Linked DNA regions of Mus musculus: region 2 is linked to region 1. The links are chromatin contacts, called in public promoter capture Hi-C maps. All regions are on one chromosome and are shown on one strand. Each heading gives the region's core, a stretch centred on a gene start, on an enhancer-like site or on the middle of the called end of the contact. The rest is flanking DNA. Distances are from core to core; before and after follow the strand shown.

What was found. Promoter capture Hi-C pulls out the DNA fragments that hold promoters and counts their contacts.
Region 2: a promoter capture Hi-C map of the HPC-7 cell line shows a contact between it and region 1. The contact joins the promoter of Uty here to the enhancer-like site in region 1. A contact is called at or near these places in 9 of 39 promoter capture datasets (the HPC-7 cell line, cranial neural crest, frontonasal cranial neural crest and 4 more), 2 of 484 Hi-C or Micro-C datasets (granulocyte-monocyte progenitors and muscle stem cells), 2 of 115 datasets of contacts at active chromatin or transcription factors (the 230-238 cell line and embryonic stem cells) and 3 of 9 other capture datasets (adipose tissue, liver and macrophages).

Annotation. Positions count from the first base shown.
Region 1 is chrY:1,160,556-1,165,104 of GRCm38.p6, forward strand. The region is part of intron 14 of Uty (ubiquitously transcribed tetratricopeptide repeat containing, Y-linked); the gene reads right to left. Among named protein-coding and RNA genes, the nearest start is that of Uty, 83 kb to the right of the region's middle. Within about 2 kb of position 2,661, at least 1 of the 459 cell types and tissues checked has an H3K27ac peak or open chromatin away from gene starts, as enhancers often do. A contact at or near this core is called in the HPC-7 cell line, where this site is marked.
Region 2 is chrY:1,243,648-1,248,196 of GRCm38.p6, forward strand. It overlaps Uty (ubiquitously transcribed tetratricopeptide repeat containing, Y-linked), which reads right to left and starts at 2,112. Exons shown (of 27, transcript NM_009484.3): 1 at 1,760-2,112; 2 at 1,509-1,572. The coding sequence starts at 1,905.

The DNA of each region.
Region 1 (4,549 bases), core at 1,411-3,910:
TGCAGAGATGACTTGGCAGATAAAAGCACTTCTTGGTCTTACAGAAGACCAGAAGATGAGTCCCAGCATCCAAATGGTGCTTTACAACCATCTGTAACTCCAGTCCTAGGAAATCCAATGTCTTTAGCCTCTGAGGGCATCAAGGAAACACATGGTGTAGAAACGAATACACAAGAATAGTCACACACATAAAAGTTTTCTTTTCTTTTTCTTTTTCTTTTTACACTGGAAGCTAAATATTAGGAAAACAACACTGAAGAAATTTACTATGGCTAGAGAGATGGCTCAGCAGTTAAGAGCACCAACTTCCAGGTCCTGAGTTCAATTCCCAAAGCAACCACAAGGTAGCTCACAACCATCTGTAATGGGATCTGATGCTCTCTTCTGGTATGTCTGAAGAGAGCAAAGGTGAACTCATACATTAAGGAAGGAAGGAAGTTAGTTTACAAAATGTGGTCATCTTTTATCTGTTGTAAGGAGGCCAGAGACTCAGCTATAGCTTTTTTTTATAACTTTTACCCTTGACACATTGACTTGGAGAGAACCATAAAAAGGATAATGGTTCTTCAAGAACCCAGAAACGACAAAAAAATGTGCAAACATTTAACATTCGACATACACACTGGAGAAAAGGTATCATTTTCAACAAGTGGTGCTAGTCAAACTGGACAGCTCCTGTAGAAGAAAGAATGAAATTCAGTCCTTATCTCTCAACCTGTATAAGACTCAACTTCAAATGAATCAGGAAACTCAAAGTAACATCCCCAAACTTGAACTGGATAGAAAAAGCAATAGAAAATATACAAGAACTATTTGAACAGGACCTTACTGAACAAGCACTGAGACAACAACTGACAAATAATACTGCATGAGACTTACAGTCATACAGCATAGAACACCATTATTTGCATGAAAAGGCAGGTTCAGAATGAGAAAATACTTTATCAGCTAAATACACAAAGAACTCAGATAACTAAACATTAAGAAAATCAGACAAGTAAAAATTAGGACATGAATTTATTTGGATTCTTTTACATGCAGGCATTCTCTGTGTATGTATTATGGTTTCCAGTTTAGTGTTTTTATGGAAGTCCTGAATGTGGGAAAGAGTGGATTTCAGAATCTTATGCCTTTTCTTTGGATTTTTCCCTTCTGTTGGATGGCCTTGTCCAACTTTGATGTAATAGTTCTTATTTTAGCTTACTATACTTAATTTTCTTACATTTTTTTTACAAGAAGAATGAATGAATACCTATCTACCCCCAAGGTAAAGAGTAACAAATGAACTGTCACTAGTAAATTCTGGAAGAGAAAAAAAATCAGTTTTGTCCAACAGAGTGGCACTGGGTTTATAAATAGTAATGAAAAGGTCTCTCTCATCTTGAATAGTAGTTGACCAATATATAATGCACTACACAGTTTTGTCTCTATGCTCTTATTTGGCTACAATTTGGTTCTGTTATTGTTTGTTTGAGTAGGGGGTTATATTTTGATTTCTTGGTTTTAGGGGTTTTGTTTTGTATTGTGTTTTTGTTTGGTTAGGAACATCTTAAAGTTGGATGGATATGGAAGGGTAAAGAATCTGGAAGGAATTGGGAAATGGGAAGAACATGTTCAAAATATATTTAAATCTAAAATTACTTAAAATAATAAAAATTAGGAAGAAAAAGAAGGGCAAAGATTATAGGGCATGAAGTTAATGAGACTTCTAAAAACAATAAATACATGTGGCCAAAATATATTTCTTCTCAGTGTTCAACATGCTTAGCTAGCAGGGGAAATGATAATTAGTACTTTCAGATTTAATCTTAATCTAAATCAGAAAGCATAGGATAAAACTTTAAGGAGACATCAAATGCTGGGTGGGTACAGGTAAAGAGAAATGATGATGGAATATACAAACTGGTATAGCTACTATGAAAATCAGGGTAGAGGGTATTCAAAAAAAGCTAGAAACTAATCTAGGATCTACTCAAAAGACTCATCCATGTACATTGTTGCCACAATGGGTAGGAAACAGACTAGATGACCATTACTAAATGAACAGATAACAGATAATAAAAATGCAGTTCATATGCACAAATGACTATTGTTTCACTGTAAAATAAAAGTGGAAAATATGAAACTCAGATTTAAAAGGAAAAAACTGGAAAAATTATTTTGAACAAAGTTACCATGACCTGGAGAGAATAACAGCACAGATTTCCTTATTTGTGGATGCTAGGTTAGACTTTTTAGATATACATGCTTCAGTTAAAATACTTACAAAAGGCAGGAAACTAATAAGCGATCATGAAAAGAGATTTCAAGTAAAAGGGTACAGAACACAAGTGTTACTAAGGGGAAAGGAGAAAAGCAGAATAACAGAACAGGAAAGGTTAAGTGGGGTGGAAATGTAAGGGAATGGTAAAAGAGAGAATATTCTGGGGGATAAATAACACTAAAGACCTTTTCAGTCCCATGTGCAAACCAAACAGAGTAACATTAAAACAGGGAATCAATACCTACCCAGGAACTATGGCTTAAAAAGACCAGTTCCAAGTATGGTTTACCTCTCTGAGTTGCTGGTCATTGTATTCCATTGCAATAGCACCATCAGACTCAACAAAACAAACAAAAACACTATACATGCTGACACAGCATATAGCTATTCTCCAGAAACTGACAGTTAAGACAATACTGCTGAAAAAACATTACATCTGAGTCACAGGAAATTGGGCAATCAATCTTGTAGAGACCAGGCAAGTTGTATTTGTAATGATTAGCTTTGACAATACTGTAATGTTCTTCTATGATATCCAGCTATGAAACATGAAATTTACAACATAGCTAGAATGGCAAGATTAGGAAAACAATATGGATATAGATAATGTATGAACACCCAACTTCTCTTTGACTGAACTTAATTCCTGCTGCACAAGATGCAAATCTCCTCTCCTCTCCTCTCCTCTCCTCTCCTCTCCTCTCCTCTCCTCTCCTCTCCTCCCCTCCCCTCCCCTCCCCTCCCCTCCCCTCTCCCCTCCCCCCCTCCCCTCCTCTCCCTCTCTCCCCTCACCTCCCCCCTCCCCTCACCTCTCCTCTCCTCTCATCTCCTTCCTTTCTCCCCCCCCACCCCCACCCCCGAGACAGGGTTTCTCTGTATAGCCCTGGCAAATCATTTCTTTATATCCATTGTATAACCCCAATCAATGCTCATCAGAGGAGCTTCTTTTTTTTTTTTTTGCAGTAGATGATTATTAAATAATTAATACTCATGCTTGAATATTATATCTGATTAAATCAACATCTATTCCATTCCTTCCAATTCCTCCCTTTTCCCCTCACCATTTCTTCCTACAACAACTTCAGGTGCTTTTGTTTAGAAACTTATTGAGAGACACTCACCACTATCGCCACCGCCACCACCACCACCGTCGCCGCCACCACCGCCACCACCACCACCACCACCACCACCGCCACCACCACCACCACCACCACCACCACCACCACCACCACCACCACCACCACCACCACCACCACCACCACCACCACCACCACCACCACCAAAAACAACAACAAATTAGGACAATCTAGTGGAGTATAGGTAGCTGATTATGAAAGAAAACACACTCCTGGCCCCACAACTGGTGGATATGCATTGAAGAAGATATTATGATGAGCTCAGCTATTTATGGGACTACCACACTGATGACAGTCTGCCAATGTGTGCCACATTGACGACAACCTGCCATGTGTAAACACACTGATGGCAACCTGCCATATGTGGCACACTGATGATAACCAGCCATTTGTGAACACCAAATGTGAAGAGCCAGAAGAAATTGATGTCCAAAAGGAAAACATATTTGCTGGAATGGAAATCCTGTTTATACACATCAACTTGAGAGGCTTGTATTGTACAGTCCCAATTTTTTTCTGGAGTGAGTGTCTCTCTCAATGGAGGTAGAAGGAAGATTTAATCAGATCATATAACATGCATGTGTGAGTGAACATTAAATTAAATATTTAAAATATTATAGTGAAATGTCACTGATCCCTAATAAGCATCACTGAACTCCAAAACAGTGTCAACAGTTCTAGAGATAGTGTGTCCATCATGAAAGTGGGATACAAAATGTTAAGTTAAACTAGAGTTTGGTAAAGTTATAAAATTAAACAGTTATACTGTTTAGCTTGGCCAAGATACCTAGGTATTTATTCCACTGATTTAAAACATCCAGATGAATGATATTAACTGTCAACTCATGACTTATATATAAGTTGATCAACCAGTGACAGTAATTAACAAATTATATATCCATAGAAGAGACCATCACTTAAGAATTAAAACTATAAATAATAGGCAGGGTAAACTATATGTAGTAGCAGTCAAGAGCCACCTCTCCAGCCCCTCCAAGTAAAAGTAAAAGTAAAAGATAAAGATGTCAAGTTTGAAGGAAAATGGTATAGTATAAAAACAAAGGTAATATTCTGGAAAAGCCACTCTCCAGAGACAATTAAAACATTGTGATTGCTCCAAGTTAAGATGTTAAGTACAGATTAAATTTAG
Region 2 (4,549 bases), core at 862-3,361, 83 kb after region 1:
TGAGTTTGAGGCCAGCCTGGTCTACAAAGTGAGTTCCAGGACAGCCAGAGCTATACAGAGAAACCCTGTCTCCAAAAACCAAAAAAATAAAAAAAATTAAAAAATAAAAATAAAAACTAGACAAAATCATTTCTTTAAGCTTTTACCATGAAATCTTAAAAGAGTGTGGAGGTTAACATCAAATTTAAAATTACCCACTGTACACCAGAAACCTAGCAACCTACTAGTAAACAGAAATATGTTTCTATACATATCACCTGAAGAGTGTTTAAATCTTGGACTCAGTCCTTAAAGGCTAGGCTCACAACCAAACCAAACCAAAAATTATGTGTGCATAATATGCATATATATATATGTATATATATATATACATACATACATAAATTTATATATACACATATATGTTAAGAACACTATTAACTGTATAGCAACCAGAGCTATACTGAGAAACCCTGTCTCCAAAAACCAAAAAAGAATACTATTAATACTTCATTGGTGGTATGAAATTATCAAGTTTATAATCACTGATTTTCATTAGAACGGAAACTATATAATGGTAACAAGTATGTATGTCACAGATCTGTGCTTTTTTTGCTATGGTTTACAAGTATCTAAATATGTTACCTTTAAGAATTTTTTTTTTTTTTTTGAGACAGGGTATCTCTGTGTAGCCCTGGCTGTCCTGGAACTCACTCTGTAGACCAGACTGGCCTCAAACTCAGAAATCTGCCTGCCTCTGCCTCCCAAGTGCTGGGATTAAAGGCATGTGCCACCCCGCCCGGCTAAGAATCTTTTTTTAAAGGTTTAAAAAGACTTGATAATTCTCCTTTTAAGTAATGGGGAATACTTTTCATTAACCTGTACTTGCTAGGTTTAATATTTTCTTGGTAAAACTACCCTGTTTCCTTTCTAAAACTGTTTCATTTCCCCTCTCCTCCCTCTATTTCCCACCATCTTGATTGATACCAGCAGCCAATAACTAAATGACAATGCAAAGTTTCACAAAGGAAATGCCGTGTGCTCTCTCACTCTCTGGAAAATAAACTACAAGGAAGTAAAAAAAAAAAAAAATTAACATTCCAAACTGGAATTCAGTATTATTTCTGCATAGTATTACTACTGCATCGTAAAAAATTCTTTTTAAGTACGGAAACTCTTTATCTCCTTACCTATAACTTGTCCCTTATGGGAAAATAATAAAACGTGTGTATATCACAAGAGGCTGCAACAACCAAGCGTCTTCTCATAACTTGAGATGAGTAACTGGAGGATATAGCTGACCTCAGAAAAACTGCAAAATAAGCAGTGCTCTGGGCTGTATGCTGAGGCAGGGCCTCAAACTATCAGGAAAGTAAGCCAAGAAAGGAGAAACGGGGAAGGAAAAAAAAAGTTTCAAAGATCCCTAAAAGCTATAATGAGCACTTTCAGAGTAGGGAGAGGCTCCAGGCTTGGAACAGTGAAAAGCTTAGGAGAAAAATATAAGTAATTATGTTTAAACAGTTGCTGACCTTGTTCAACAGCGTCTTCATCTTGGCGCCATCTTTGCATCGGGTCAAGAACCCGAAGAAGCTGCTGTGGAAGAAATACATGGCTCTTGTTAATGATCACAGAAAGACATCAGTAAAAAATCTCCCAAAACATTGTTAACAGTGCTAGGCGAAAGCGAGTCGTCACCGCAAGCAAGATGCAGTCAGGCCTCCTGGAGAGTCTTTTGAACCCGGAGAGAGAAAGACAACCTGTAAGTATTAGCAGTGCGTACCTATCTAATCCACAAAGCGCCTTCTTCTCTTCGACTGTGAGACTGAAGGACCCCTCTTCGCCCTCGCCTCTAGCCTTTTCCGCCGCCATTTTCTTTTCCTCATTACCTAGGGCAGCAGTAGTGAGAGATAATCCGTAAGATTTCATGGAAACTGGCAAAGGAGAAAGCGGCAGAGGCTATCTGGTCACATTACCACGCAGATGGTGAACGCAAGAAGAACTCATTGTTGCAGAACCTAAGCGAAGTTCTTAGAATATCAAACTTCGCTAGCATCCGCATAAAGTTGTTATAATACCGTCAGTGTGAACCGCACGTAACGTCCATAACCTCTCCCTAAAGCCAGGCTTTCCAATGGAAGCAACCGTTTTATCCCACGTGACTTTTGTTGACTTGCGTCATCACCAGTGCAGCTAAACTTGCTACTTCGCTAGCTCGTGATGTCAGCCTAAGAGCTCTACCTACCGACCACAGTGAAATTAGTTTTAGGTATGCTTTGTAACTCTTTCTTATTCCACACTAGATATCCAGACCCTTTCATTTAATTGCTATACTGATCTCACAAGGAACAAAGAGCACTAAGAAAAAATACATCAAACATCGGTTTTTAGGGCACATGAAAGCCAATTAGAGACCAAATAGTTAAAAAAAAAAATTTTCCTCTTGCCTTACAGAACACCTTCTGTTAAGTTCCCAGAATCGGTGCTCCTTAATACTAATTCTAGCAAACTTTAAAATTAAGATCTTGAAGTAATGACACACACGTTGGGAAAACAAAATGTATTCAGCTAAAATTGAAATCATCCTCAATGAGTAACTGGGTCGTGTTTTTTTGTCACCACCATAGCTAAACTCATTAATTACCCATCCACTCAACCACATCAAACCAAAAAAACTTTATAAAAGTCACATGACTTTGTCCTTAAACAACAGATCATAGTGAATGAACAGTCCCTCACAAAGGTTATCCCTGCGGGGGCAAGGAGTGACGTGAGGGGGCGGGGGGGGGGGAAGGACGGGGGAATCCCTCATTGCATTTTGAAGATGCAGTAACCATTTGAGAACAATACCATTTCTTTTGACCTTTTGGTTGTTGTAGCTAAAATTTGTAAATATGATCCAACACTTTGTAAGAGGAGCATTCATTTATATATAATACAATAATAAAAAATATAATAAGACAAGTTCCAATTTTGCTGTTCTCAGGAGTTTTGAATTGACTTGTATTACCATTACTTACTGGGCCTGGACCTTCACAAGGAAACCTAGTTCCCCATCTCAGAAACCAGTATCACAAGTCTCCAACACAAATATTTATAAATCTAAGATGACCTTAAACTTGAATTGTATTGAAGACTGGCTAGCAAACACTACCTAATCCCTCTTCAAGTAAATTCCCTACCCCCAAACCAGGTCCACAAAACATGTCTAAGTCTTTTCAAAAGCTTCCATAACAAAATTCTAGGAAGCTTCTAAAACACTTTGCAGACCTGGAAGCCATAAGATGCAAAAAACAGGCAATCTGACTTATCTTTTACCCTTCTGCCAAAAGGTTTCAGAAACAATTAGACCTATTCTCCCCCTCCCTCCCTGCACCCAATTTAACTTGAAAAGCAGTTTCTGGGACTCCAGAAGCCTACACTACAAGAATTGATTCTCAGACGGTGTATAGCTTCTGCTACTTTACTCTCAGATACTAACTGCATGGTATGGTTAAGAGCACTGACTGCTCTTCCAGAGGTCCTGAGTTCAATTCCCACCACCAACATGGTGGTTCACAACCATCTGTAATGGGATCCAATGCCCTCTTCTGGGGTGTCTGAAAACAGTAACAGTGTACTCATATAAATAAAGTAACTCTTAAAAAAAAAAAAAGTCAGAGCCAGCCGTGGTGGTGCACGCCTTTAATCCCAGCACTTGGGAGGCAGAGGCAGGTGGATTTCTGAGTTTGAGGAAGCCTGGTCTACAGAGTGAGTTCCAGGACAGCCAGGGCTACACAGAAAAACTTTCTCTCAAAAACAAACAAACAAACAAACAAACAAACAAACAAAAAATCAGCTCTGGGAATTCTTTAAAGTTAATGTGTATGCTACACTTACCTAAGGACAAATAACTGCAGAATACTGGAGGTTGTGTTTTAGTTCAATAGCAAGGTTTGTTGCCCCAAGTGCTCAGGATATGCTTGATCACACACAGGTGAGAAATATGCAGACAGGAAGTCAGTGAGGATGTATGCTTACCCCTAATTGGACAAATATGGAAAGTTCATAGATTTGTAGAGGTTTCTTTGCATGATCACATGACTGATTTTAATTCAAAGCCATTTCTCTTGGAATCCTGGCATGAATGTAGTCAGTGTTGAACTTCCTAGTCAGTGTTAAATAAAGCTTGCTTTAGTTGGATATTGTGGAACAGGTCTTTAATATTTTATATATAGGCAGGCTTATTGGGAAGCTGCTCTTGGGCAAGTTCACTGGCCCCAATAACTGAGGCCAGGGAAGTTACCATGGAGAGAGAAAGCTCATGTACACAGAGAAGGGAGAAGAGAGAGAGAGAGATAGACAGAGAGAGAGAAAGAGGATAAGACAAGGTGGGGAGGAAGAGGAAGAAGAGGAGGAAAAGGAAAAGGAGGGGGACATGGGGGGGGGAGTCATTGTCCAAATGTCTGGATTATATAGGGAGAAGCTTCTGGGGGAAAGGTAGCCCAGCCTCTGACCTGAAAAGTTTAGGTTTGGAGACAGAATGCCAGGTTGGGACTGAGGGATGCTAGGAGAATCTGGAGGCCAGGACTGC